2 separate regions of the Hordeum vulgare genome follow, and region 2 is linked to region 1. The links are chromatin contacts, called in public Hi-C maps. All regions are on one chromosome and are shown on one strand. The core of a region is the stretch at or near the end of the contact, and the rest is flanking DNA. Distances in the headings are between cores, read along the strand shown. Region 1 has its middle 14 kb from the start of LOC123448397. Region 2 holds the start of LOC123448398 (peptide chain release factor APG3, chloroplastic).

Region 1 (6,760 bases), core at 2,579-5,078:
TCATCACTCCGGATAGAACACAGATGGATGAATAACAAGAGAGGCTTGAATGAGACTTTCCAACACATAATCATTAGAGGAAGAAAAGGATATGATGAACACCAAAAGCTTGAATTTAATCCACCAGAGAGAACAACAAGAAAGAAGAAATGATGAACTCGAAACTCCTGAGAATCTTCAGAATGAATCACCGGATAGAACGCAGAAGAGAAGACAGCGGAAGAAAAATGAAAAGAATGGCACTTGGATGATAATTGAATCACTGAATAAAAGGGTGGGAGGGTGGGGAAAAACAAAGACAACTTGGGACAAATGAGAAAACTCCGGGAAGAAATGAGAGATTGGTCTTGCCAAATATTGGAGAGGGTAGAATTCCTTGAAGAGAAGCACACCGGTTGAAAAAGAATTGACATGACGACTTCGGTTGACATGAATTGAAAACATAACTTGATTGAGCAAAAGAATTTGCATTCCCATAGAAATATGAGAACACCTCTTGGAAAGATATGAATTCGCCACTTGACATCGAAGCAACTCGAATTACCTTACTCCCAAAAAAACAAAGGATGAGGCTTGCAAATTACCCAGAACAAACATACGATAGAGATTCCACTCGATATTTTCGTGGATGGTATCGCACGGGCTCGGTCATACATTGGATTGTCATAATGAAATGACGCTTGAATATGTTGCCTATGCGTAGAGAACTACAAGCATTGTCGAAGCTTACTTATGACATATATCGAGATTGTCCTCTATAGAAACGACCGTGAACAAACTAATCCTCTAGGTGTCGAACCCCAACCTCACATCATGCATCTGTTGGAAGATTGTCCGATAAGTAACTACTTGAATTTTCACCTAAGAACTCCCGAAATTTTTGGTCATGCAATCGGGTCCACGGATACAAGGAGTAAAATCCATCACTCAACTCCTAGCAATAACACTAACCCATCGAGTGTATCACATCCGTCATCACATAACCAGAGATCTCGAAAAATCATCTATGTCAGACCCTCGAAAACACAATGATACTAAGTATGGCAGTACATTCGAACTCTCTCCACTAGTACTGGGGATGCCGGACTCCTCTCGCCACTACTAGCATTGAAGAAATTTCAAACATCCTCCGTCTTAAGACACTAAGAAATCTGAATGATAACGATGTGCTCAAGAATCCCCTAGAGCTCAACTCCCCGGAAGAAATCATGTCAGACAAGAGGCACCAAGACAGAACTCCGTCACATCAACATCATATAGATTCCAAAAATATTCACGTGATCCTAAAAACAATTGAGTGAGAAGAGGAGTAAAATTAAAATTCTTATGTCAAAATTCCTCACCAGAGCATAGAAGAGGAGAAACAAAAATCCTACTCTCCGTCATATAACTAGACTCAAAGCAGTTTTTTACTAGACTCGACTCGGCCAAGTTTGACCAATCATGGGGGCTCCTAGGTCGGTACTGCTCCGATACAAACTTGTAACGCCCAAGATGCGATCATATCCTTATTTTGGGATGAGGGCCTCGACAGGGATAGAAGTGTATCACGTCGTTTCGCAAGACTGGATATCATTACATGTACAAGTACTCAAGAGATGAGTATATGAAATTGGCTTACACTTGCCACAAGCTACAACAATTTCACATCAGTACAACAACATATAGTCGTCATGAATAAGAGAAGGGTCCGACTATGGACGAAAACGAACGATAAAAGAACGATGTACATCCTTGTTATCCCAGGCTACCGGCCTGGAACCCATCCTAGATCGATGAAGGAGAAGAAGGAGAAACTCCAAATAGAACCATCATCGTGCTCACGTCAAAGTATTACTGTACATGTACCTGAAAATGTAGTTGTAGTAATCTGGGAGCCATGGGGACTCAACAATCTCATTTCCAAAGGTATCAAGACTAGCAAAGCTTAATGGGTAAGGTATGGTTAAGTGATGAGGCTGCAGCAAGCGACTAAGCATTTATTTGAGGTGGCTAACTTACAAGTACAAGAATAAAAGGGGGATGATCTACGCATAATGTCCGTGAACTACTGATGATCAAATGAATGATCCTAAATACCTACTTACGTCAAACATAACCCCACCGTGTTCTCTTCCGGATACAAAACTCACTAGAAGAGATAGTCACGTTTACGCACACAATTGGCAAGTTTTAATTAAGTTTACTTCATGTTATATAGAACCGGATGTTAAACAAAGTTTCCAAGTTTGCCACATAACCGCGAGCACGGCTTTCCGAAAGATTTAACTCTGCAGGGGTGCTCCAACTAGTCCATCACAAACTACCACACGCTGCGATAGAATAACCTCGATCAGGAAAAACCCATCATCTCCTCGGGTTCCTATTGGAAAACCTCAACCTCGAGATAGCCCAAAGAATCCTCGGAATCCTTCACAGAAGACGCTCGAGAAAGTCAAAACAAGTCAAGCAAGGCCGCCCCGCATGTCGACGATCCCGATAGGAGCCGCATATCTCATTCTTAGGTTACGACGGATGAGCAATATCTATAGTGGCTGGATAGAAATCCCCCGAGTTGCCCCGATTGGACCCGTAAGTGTCAATGTTTGGGACCAACACCAGCAACATTGCCCCTCATGTATTATGTTTAATTACTCCTCGGGTAGCGCTAACTCCCTACGCAGCAAATTACTTATCAGTATTATTATGTTGGCAAATATAGTACTAATGTTGGGCCTTGCCAGATGAGCTTTATCCCACAACGAAAGTCAAGGGGGTCCCCATAAGAACCCCAAGCATGTTAGGAGCACTCATTTATGTAACCTAACCTCTGTAGCCGAAACTAAGGCGGCAAAGGTGCAACAAAACACCAGCCTAGATGGCCAAGCCTTCCACCTTTTACCAAGTATATAGGTGCATTAACTTAATTAGCAATAATATGGTGCTATAACAAGGAACCCATGTTATCACATGGAAGACACCTGCAAATAGCAATGCTAACACACGGTTAAGCAAGCAGTAACATAGCCAATCAGTGGTTTGCTAGGTTGTAGAAAGGTTGAAGGTTTCATGTCAATGTTGAGAGGCTGACATTTAACAGATGGTAGGCAACGAGACATAAGAAAAGAAATGATACAACTAGCATGGCACTGATAGTAATGGTATCTTGGGAAATGATCATCTTGTCTGTGATCCTGCTTGGAAGAAGAACGAACCCGTGAAGCAGACAAACCGACGTAGTCGAATGGATCCTCTCATTCCAACACGCTTACGGAACTCTATCGAGACGAAGCAAACTGGAGACAAGAGTCAACACAAGACACATTCAACACAGCACATGCACGATATGATGTACAACCTAATATGATGCATGTTCATTTCAATTATGCAAGGCGTGGCATGACAATTCACAACAGCCAAGCACTACATATTAAGTGAAGCTCAATATGCAACGAGTTGCATATTGATGAAACTCCACATATGGATTATTTAGTTCACTCCCGTTTAGGTACACGACACTTTTAAAATGTTGTTAACATGAAAGAGGTGAAGCATGTGATACTACACGTTATCCTAGTCGGTATACACATATAGCTCATCTCCAACGGAGTTACGGCCTAAAAGATACGGGCCACACAAGATCATATGACAAGAATGCAACGTGCATGCAAAACAAAAATAAATACACAGGGTGAAAATAAAAGAGAGGCCGTGGGGACGATGTTGGCTCAATGGGACAACCAACTGGAATGACTAGCTGCTCATCGTGGAAAGGGGTACACAGGATAATCCATCTAGTTAAACGGATCTGAACCTATAGCAAACAGGGGCACCGAATAACAAAATAAAATACAAACCAAAAATGGGTGTGTGTGGGATTTGAACCCCAGATCACCTGGCCTAAATGATCAACACTAAGCCACTGAGCTAACTCTATCTATGTTTCAAAGGTGCAGGTTCTCCGTTGTGTAGTGTGAGCATGGGTGCAAAGAGAAACAAATACAGAAACCAGGAAAAAATTGGTGCGTGCAGGACTCAAACACAGAACCTCGCGGATGCATGCATGCATGAATGACGAGTACGCTACACTAGAACGTCGATAACAGAAACAAATTAGCACTTCATAACCCATACAAGGCGTTGACTGGCGAAACTTGAAACAGAAACCGAGTTTCAGCTATGAACGGACTTGCTCACTGCGGAAACGAAGGGGCCGACAGCCATGGCGATACTGGGGCGGCCGGATCGACAAGCACGCCGGCGGATCTAGTCGTGGGCGGCGGAGCTTGCTGCTTTTGCAGCCTCGGGAGACCCTTGGGGCGAAGTCGTCCTGGTGGCCCATCTGCTGGCTACGACGCGCTTCGACTGAAGCAAAGGGAACCGCAGCCACGCCATGGGAGGAGCTCGGAGGCGGGGCTGGCGTGCACGAGCGAGCTGGACGGGGCGGGAGCAAGGGCGTTGAAGCTTTGTGCCCATCCACGGTGGCTTCCTGCGCAATCGGGACATAGAGAGAGTGCGACATGAAAGAGAGATGGGGTAAGGAGAGTACGGCGCGGGGGGCTTGTGGACCTGCTGCTACTGGCTAGGGCATAGATGGCGGTGGGACGTGCTCTCGCGGCGGTTCGAGGCAACGGTGTCGGTGCTAGAGTGGCGGGGAGCAGCTCCGACGGAATCAGGCAGCCCTCCGGCGGAGGCGCTGGGTACCACGGCGGGATGTGGCACTCCTATCCATGTGAGGCTATGGCTTGAGGTTTCGGTCGCCGCGGACGAGGATTGCTTGAGGGCGCGGCAGCGGAGCGAGCTCGTGCGGCTCCCCGGCATTTGCAGACGGGGCGGAGCTGGGGTCGCCGGGCACTCGGCCACAAGAGCGAGGTTGCGACCTTGGTTGCCTGTGGTGTCTGGACTAGTCCAAGGAAGGTGATGGAGACTGGGCTATGCGGTCGATTGAGGGGAATAAGCAGGAGCGGCTCTCATGGATGGATTTTTGGATTGGGAGGAGATTCTCTCGTTGGGTCGGTGCTGAACATGAGGGGAAATGGAGAGAGCGGCGGCGTTGTAGGGATGGATGGGATAGACCTCGTACTCCCTCCGTTCCTAAATATAAGTCTTTTTAAACATTTCACTAGGGGACTACATACAGAACAAAAATGAATGAATCTACACTCTAAAGTATGTCTACATACATCCGTATGTAGTCTCCTAGTTAAACCTTTTAAAAGACTTATATTTAGGAACGGAGGGAGTAGAATTTAGGGTTTCTACACATTTATATACACGAGGTAGGTTGGCTTAGGGCTATCTCAACCCTTCGATTGAAATCAAACGATCGAGATTATATAGGCTAGGGGACTCCAATGTATAAATCAGTAACGACTTAGGGTATTACGGGGTTCATCCGGATCCAACGGTCACAAACGTTGGGTTCGGGTCCGGGTGGGTATTTAGGACTAGGTTGCGTGGAGGTCGGTGCACTATGTAGAGGCGCTAGGCGTAGAATACAGGGAAAGCGAGCAGCTCGGCATCAGGGTTTAAAACAACGAAAACGTTCGACGTTGGACCGACTACAGTGCCGCTATAGGTTTAACAGTTTGGGCAGTAAACAAACTCCGATTGCGACGAAATTTGACAGGCGGCCTACCTACACACTATTAAGACCGCATGCCAAGTTTGAACTGAATTCAAGAAAGTTTCATACACACTTTTAAAAATAATATTTTATCGATGACGCGGGCGCGTGCGTGTCTGGTTGGTCTCAAAACGGTCGACGACAAAAACGGAGGGATCCGGCAACTGATAACGGATGTAGTTTTGAAAACTGGCATCAACGGAGTGTCGATGCAATGTAGATGATGTGCATGATGCGATGATGAATGCAACAAACAAACCAATCACACGCCGACAACGGAATAAAAGGGGAATCTTCTCGAGCGTTGGTCTTGGGCTGTTACACAGAAGGTCTTCTTTAACTTTCCGAGAGCGTGGAGACCGAAGATGGCTTGGATCCTCGAGGAAGCTCAAAATCATTGTCACTGGAAGTAGCAAAAGCATCCTCAGGTTCACCAGCGGGGGAGCGAGGTGCAAGATGCTTCTTCTTCTGGAGTCGCTTGACCTCATGCTCAGTGAGGTTTTCTGGAGAAGTGAGAGGCTCACCAGGCCTACGAACAACCCACACAAAGTTCAGGAAAAACATGATGAAAGGAGCATAGGTGGGGATCTTTCTGTATAAGACCCTGGAGTACAGCTCCTCCCACAACAATTTGGAAGCATCAAACGTATCTCGAGAGCCAGCTTCAGTGTGCATGGCAACAAGCAGATCAACAAATTATCCATGAATCTCATCTTGATTTTCAACCTTGGGCACAAGAACATTCCGTAAAACAAGGTGCAAAATATCATGTATCGGCGATAGGTTCTCACAGGTTCCAGAAATCCCACGTAGGGGAATGTACAAGGGGGCTAACTTCACCTTATGCATAGAAGCAGCCCAATCATGAGGACGGATGCGGCCATTCCCTTTGAGGCCAGTATCATCATAACCAAGTGCATTGCAAAAGGCACGCCACGAGACCTCAAAAACCTCATCACGACACATGAAGGTAAGGTTACGGGCATCATCAGTGCCAAAGTGAAAAGTGGCATAGAACAGGTGAACGAGCTGCACGTCAAAGGGACAGATGAGAGTCATGAGCTTGATCAAGTCCAAGTCTTCACATAGTGCAAATGCCTCTCCAAAGTAATTCATATTGTTCTTCCAGTGCTCTATGTCATTTGTCCATGGCTT
Region 2 (6,760 bases), core at 2,157-4,656, 120 kb after region 1:
CATGAAGAATTGGCGGCAACTACTTCTATAATCGGGTGGCAACTTCCAACAAAGTTGGGCGGTAATTTTTTCCTCCAATGTCCTAACGAAAACCTCTCCTTTAGCTTGCCCCTCCCCCATACCAACCTATTTCCCCACCCCTTCGATTCTAAATGCATCTGATCTTACTTTCGAGTAGATCGATTCGATGGCAACCCTAAATTTCCAGCTACTACAGACTTTGATGGCAAGCAATTTGCAGATCAAATCTAGGACACACGATGGCAACTTCGTTGATTTGGGAGGGGTAGGAAAACGTCCGGGTCCATGAGGTTTTGGATCCATGTGGCAAAAATCTAGGACAACTCGGATCCACGAGGACAATTTAGATGGAAATCCGTAAGGGGACGGGAGAGGAGAATGGCTGGATCCACAAGGTGTCTCACCTTTGTGGATTTCGTCGCCCGATTTTTTTGTCGAGGAGGCGCTAGGGTTCTCGTGTGGTTGCCATGGCACTTTGTGAACCAAGAGGAGAGAGGTAGTGGAAGACTGTCGATCGGGAGGTGGGAGAGGGTTGGTGGTGGGGTGGCTACCCTGGGGGGGGGGGGGGGGTAGGGACGACACGTTGGTCGTGCGGGCCGCAGGATGGCAAGACCTGACGTGCGGGCGGCAGCGGGAGGGGGGACGCCCAGACGTGCGCGTGCAGGCGGTTCTGATACACCTTAGATGTCATACGTGTGATGAATATTACGACCCTTTATTTTTAGCATATATTCTCGCAACAATGTGTCGGGTGTCATCTAGAGTAGGGGTGGGCATAAAAACCAATGAACCGAACACCGAACCGAAACCGTGACCGAAAAAACTGAATTTTCGGTTTTTAACGTTGGTGCAAAAAAATCGGTTTGTACACTCAAAAAACAAATAAACTTCGGTTTGGTTCGGTAGTAACTCGGTTAACCATAATGGAAACTGAAGTTTGTTGCAGCCTGCATGTATATCTTTTCCCGTGCGTGACCACATTGAATGCTAGATGCGAATAAAAATACCACGTGTGGAGGGCCTAAAACCAAGGTAACATGCAAGGCCCAAAAGAAGCTTACCCACGCAACCCTGTGGGCTTCTTTTTTTAATATTTTTTTGAGTTAACTTTGTGGAGCGGAGCGACAGGCCGGCAACTTGTCCCACCTTGCACACCTCGTTTAGTCCCACCTCGTTTGTTTGAGGAGAAGGTGAGAGCAACTTGTCTATATAACAGGCTAACGTGACTGGTAAAATGCACTGCTAATGTCTTGGCACATCGGTATAAACCGATACTGAACCGAATTTATCGGTTAACCCAAATTTCCGTTTGCTATTATGGACTCTTATTTTCGGTTTCCAATTCTGAAAACCAAATCTATACCTAATAATAAGGGAAAAGATTACATCCCACCGGTTGATCCATCCATCGTCCGCTCGTCCATTGGATCTCGCCTCGATCATGAATCATTTTTCGAAACTGGAGCGTTGTTTCAGGAACGGGGGCTAAAGCTGGAGCACTCCAGGTTCCTCGTCGTGGCTCCTCTACTACCGGGGACGAGCCTGTCGGAGTGCGGCGAACCGCCGCCGCCGTCGGTCCTCGCCGAATCCCCACCTCGCCGACGAGATCCAGCCCCTCGCCGGATCCCCACCTCGCCTGATCCCCACCTCGGGCGGCGAACGGGGAGGTGTGCGGCGCGGACGCCGGCGAGCTCCCGCCGACGGGGAGCTTCTCTGCCTCGCTGGAGATGCGTCCCTGCTCGCGCGTCCGACTCTCCGTTGAGCATGGGTCCCGGCTGCAACGTGACTTTCGTTGCAAAAATTCCTCAAACTCGACCGTTGTTGCAAAAAATTCTTTGTAAAAATACCTATGTTACAAAAAGACGAAGAAAAAAAAATCTACAACAAGCAAATTGTTTGTGAAACTCGACCGTTGTTTCAGGAATTAACGGATCCAAAGTTTATTTCTTGCAACAAAGCGAAAGTTTCCGCAACTCGAGCGTCATTTCAGGAAATAACTACTGACCATGTGGCGGGGATGCGGGCGTTAGATCGGCATCCGACGACTAGCTAGGTGACAGATAATTTTTAATATCATCCGGCGGACGCGTAGCGTTCCCCTAATAATAAAGCGGCTATTGCTTCCGTCGGAAAACCCACCATGGCATTTTTATAAAAGAGCCCCTGTAATTTTTGTTATTCAACCCATGCTCCATCATTTATCTGCAACGCAAAAGAAAAAAACGATTCGCTGCAAAAATTATACCCGTACGCATCGCCTCCTCCAGTCGACCCTGGGCCACCCTGGCCTATGCCCAGGCCGCCGCCACACTACTCGCCGCCGCGGCTGTACCTCTCCCCGCTCACTGCCCCCGTTGCGACGCTCGAGCGCATCGCATCGACCCTGGTCCATCCTTGCCTGTGCCCAGGCATCCACCACACCACTCGCCGCCGCGGCCGACCTCAACCACTGCTGTCGATCTCAACCCGCCCGCCTCCGTGGTCGTACCTCTGCCCGCTTGTTGCCCCTGTTTCGGCGCTCGAGCACAGCTTCTGGATCAAATCAACGCGACAGCTGCAACGACTTGGGATGATGCGTTTGCTCGATGCAGAACGGCGGTGGCGCGCGGATAAGGTGCGGCGGAGCGAAGTACTTGCAGGTGGAGGCGGGCCTCCATGGCTCACACGGGGAACTCCGAGGTTATGGCGCGACAACGACGACTCCTTATGACCAGATAGAGGCGCCTAACCTTTGCTCCCCTCATCGTATCCCCTCCTTCGGCAGGAACTCATCATCTGGTGAGATCCCCTCCCCATGCATCCAACCGTGTGCCAAGCACCGACAAGAAATTTTTGTTTTGTGAGAATTTGTTTGCTGATGAATGAATGTATTGAATGTAAGATTGCATTGTTGTAGAGAGAGAGAATGGAACACCACCTTCAGTTTGTCATCTCATCCCACATTCTCTACCCCATGAGTGAAATAAGATAAGAGTCCCTTGATCAATTCACGTAGCCTCTTTGTTTTGCTTTGCTTGTCCCCCTCAATTTCTTATCATGGTGGAATTAACGATGGACGGGTTGATTTCTCAATAAAATAGGATAGAACTGACTACATTAGTTAGTTAGCTTATTATTTTAATAAATCAAAATGATTATAAAAGGTTACAAGCGTGTGTTATTTTTTTCTTCCGTTGCAACGCACGGACCCTTTTACTAGTATGAAAATAAATACCGAACACCTAGGCCGAATCTAGAGTAGTAATTTCAAGAAAGAGGACCACCTTCCTCAAAAGAAAAAAGAAAGAGAACCACCGAAGGCTGGGGCACACCAATCTCAAGAAAGAGAACCACTCAAGGCACGGACACGAATCAAGGCAGAGAACCATCAAAAGATATAGGCACTAATCTCAAGGCAGAGAACCGCTGGAGCTCTTCTGCACCTTTTTGTTCTATCCTGAACTCCCCATCACCACCTCTCGTCCTCTTCCTCGGCAGAAAAAGGAAAAGATGGAGGCCTTCCTCACCGGCTTCCGGGCGCCGCCTCGAGCTTCCGCCGTACCCACCGCCTGGAGCCCGCACCCCAGCCCCTTCTTTCTCGGCACACGGCACAGGAAGCCCTCCTCCGCCTCCGTGGTCTGCATGGCGGTATGGTTCCTCTTACCTTGCTTCATTGTTGCTGGCCAGTTCTTGAAGATATATAGGCGAGGGTCGTAATATGTTGTGTATTTTTGTGTAGGAGCCACATCTCATATCAAAGTTGGATTCTACAGAGAAGGCATGGAAAGAAATGTCGGTATGGTTCTGTACTCTTTTTTTTCACAGACCGTACTTCTTTGTTCACTGCAAGTACTTTTTGAATTCCCACAAACCCTTTTAGAGCCTGTTTATTTCGTAGGGATTTTCTACAATTTTAATCCTTATAAAATTTCCTACTTGAAGTTCTGTTATAAAAATATTTTGGCACCCAAGTCAAAATTTTCAAAGCTAGTCTCATTATTGGAGGAAAGCGATATGCTATATACAACTTAAATTTTGATTCTTTCATACAAGTATGAAACTTTATATTTCATTCTCATATATTATGAATTTACCATGCATGGGATCCTAATGAATGAGTATCTTCTTCAGATTAGATTGGGTGACCCTGACATTGTCTCAGATCCGGGCGAATACCAAAAACTTGCACAGTCTGTTTCCAATCTGGGAGAGGTATATTTGGCATAATTCGAGTGCCATTTGCTTGTGCATGGGTATCTTCTCCCAAATTCATCGATATTTTATGAAAAATATTCAGGTTGTGACGGCATATGGGGAATTTAAGGAATGTGAGAGGCAGATTGAAGAAACAAAAGGTTGGTATGCTTCAGTATTTATTTTGCCTTGGTTTAAGGACTGGATGTTCATATACTTTTTTATTGACCAACATGATAGCTTTGCAAAAAGAGAATGGAGATGACCCTGATATGGCTGAGATGATAGCTTCAGAGCTGGAGTCTCTCTCTGATCAGCTTGCAGAGCTCGAGGAAAGACTGACGGTAGGTATGCAGATATTTTTGATTTATACTTGTTGAAGTACTTCTTATTGCGCTTACCTTTTCATGTTAGGTACTTCTGCTTCCAAGCGACCCTCTAAATTCACGTAACATCTTACTTGAAGGTATCCGTTGGTTTCCAAGTGTCCATCTGATCCTATCAACTTATCTAGGCAGTTTCTCTGCAAAAATAAATAATAATAATAATAATAATAATAATAAATCTAGGCAGTTGCTTTGACCATGTGCAATTGTTTTATCACTACTAATTTAGGCAAGTAAAAATATGATAACTAGGGCATTTTTATTATTACCAATTCTCTTCAATTCAGTTCAGGAAAAACTTACTTAAGAGTGCCATACCGCGGAAGTGTTTAACTTACAATTGCCTCAGCTCTAGTTCAATATTTCGTAACCGAAATCTGTTTTCTTTGTTTCTGCAGTAAGAGCTGGCACTGGAGGTGATGAAGCTGGAATTTGGGCTGGTGACCTTGTAGGTAGATGCAAATCGAGTATGATTTAGCAACTGTGATAGTATATTTGTTGTTGTTTGGTCTAGGTAATTGTTATGACCGGTACAACGTACCAACGGAGGAGGCCCAATGGACAGGGTTAGTTACGGGCTTAGCCCAAGTCATCTTAGCTATCTTAGAGTCCAAGTTATATTAGAAGTCCAAGTTATATTAGAGTCCAAGTTATATTATAGTCCAAGTTATCTAGGGTTTAGTGGAGACTGTCCTCCTATATAAACACATGTACCCCTTCGATATTAAGCAGACAATAAACAATATTCTGTTGTCGTCTCCCTCAGGAGACGGGAGCCCCAAACCCTAGCCGTCTCTCTCTCTCTCTCTCTCTCTCTCACGCCTCGACGGCACCCAACCGCCGGCGCCGGCGCCGGCGTCCCCAACCTCGCAGCCCGCACTTCCACCCCTACAACCTACGTCCGAGACCTGGTAGAACCCTAGCCTCTACCAATTTGGTATCAGGTAGCTTGGGTTCGATGAATTTGTCGGACCTTCCCACCACCGCCGCCGCCGCCACCACCGCCTTCCCCGCCACCTCGCAGTAGCCGTCGCCGCAGCACCAGTCGCCGCCGTCGGCCACCTCAGGTCCGGCCGCCTCCGGTACCGCGGCCCTGGCGGCCGAAGCCGCCCCCGTCCTCTCCCCGGCGGAGATGTCCTCGGCGATCCACGACCTCACCCTGGCAGTCTCGAACCTCCGGACTTTCCTCCAGGCTCCGTACGCAACCCCGCCACCACCGCCTCCGCCGGCGGCGCCCTTCGCGCCACCGCCCCCGGCCACCGTCGCGCCCCAGGTCCGGTGGCCGCCGTCGCCGTCCCCGCTACCGACGTGGATCAACATGCCAACCTACACGACGGCGCCGCTACAGCCGACGGTGTTGCAGCCACCCGCCCCCACCTTCGGGGGTTCGGCGGGTCCACTGACCCGTACGCCGGGCGCTCCGTGGTGCCGCAGCACTCTCCTTCTGCCGCGCTGGGTCGCCACGAGGGCGCCTACGCGGCCTCGCCACACGTGCAGCAGCCACCCCGCTTCACCAAGCTGGAGTTCGCCACCTACGACGGCACCGTCGACCCCCTGAACTGGCTCAATCAGTGCGACCAGTTTTTCAGGAGGCAGCGGACCATGGCGTCCGACCGCACGTGGATCGCCTCCTACCACCTCTGTGGCGCCGCCCAGACGTGGTACTACGCCCTCGAGCAGGACGAGGGCGGGATGCCTCCGTGGGAGCGCTTTCGCGACCTGTGTCTCCTCCGGTTCGGACCCCCCCCCCCCCATACGTGGGAGCCGCCTGGCCGAGCTCGGTCGCCTTCCCTTCACCACCTCGGTGCAGGACTTCGCCGACCGCATCCAGACGTTGGCCTGCCATGCGCCTGACGTCACGGCTCGCCAACGCGCCGAGCTCTTCGTCGACGGCCTTCCCGACCACATCCGCATCGACGTCGAGATGCGCGACCCCCAGGACCTGCAGACGGCCATGTATTACGCACGCGCGTACGAGCAGCGCGCCAACGCCCTGCAGCAGGCGTTCCCGGGCCGCGGCACGCGTCCCCCGACCCGCCCCGCCCCGGTGGCCGCCACCCCGACACGCCCCGCCCTGCCGGCCACTACTGCGACTGCCCCCGCGCCGACACACACCTTCCGGCGCTTGACGTCGGCCGAGCAGCTCGAGCGGCGCCGCAAGGGCCTATGCTTCAACTACG

What was found. Hi-C and Micro-C count contacts between places; a contact is called where the count stands out from the background.
Region 2: a contact with region 1 is called in a Hi-C map of leaf, with 2.6 times the contacts expected there. The contact joins the promoter of LOC123448398 here to the enhancer-like site in region 1. A contact is called at or near these places in 5 of 6 Hi-C or Micro-C datasets (leaf, seedling and an unstated tissue) and 1 of 1 datasets of contacts at active chromatin or transcription factors (embryo).

What each region holds. Positions count from the first base shown.
Region 1 is chr4H:209,644,798-209,651,557 of MorexV3_pseudomolecules_assembly, forward strand. No RefSeq gene overlaps it. Among protein-coding and RNA genes, the nearest start is that of LOC123448397, 14 kb to the left of the region's middle. Within about 2 kb of position 3,829, at least 2 of the 3 cell types and tissues checked have open chromatin away from gene starts, as enhancers often do. A contact at or near this core is called in leaf, where this site is marked.
Region 2 is chr4H:209,766,547-209,773,306 of MorexV3_pseudomolecules_assembly, forward strand. It overlaps LOC123448398 (peptide chain release factor APG3, chloroplastic), which reads left to right and starts at 3,407. Exons shown (of 14, transcript XM_045125255.1): 1 at 3,407-3,648; 2 at 3,740-3,796; 3 at 4,132-4,212; 4 at 4,298-4,355; 5 at 4,435-4,542; 6 at 4,979-5,028. The coding sequence starts at 3,511.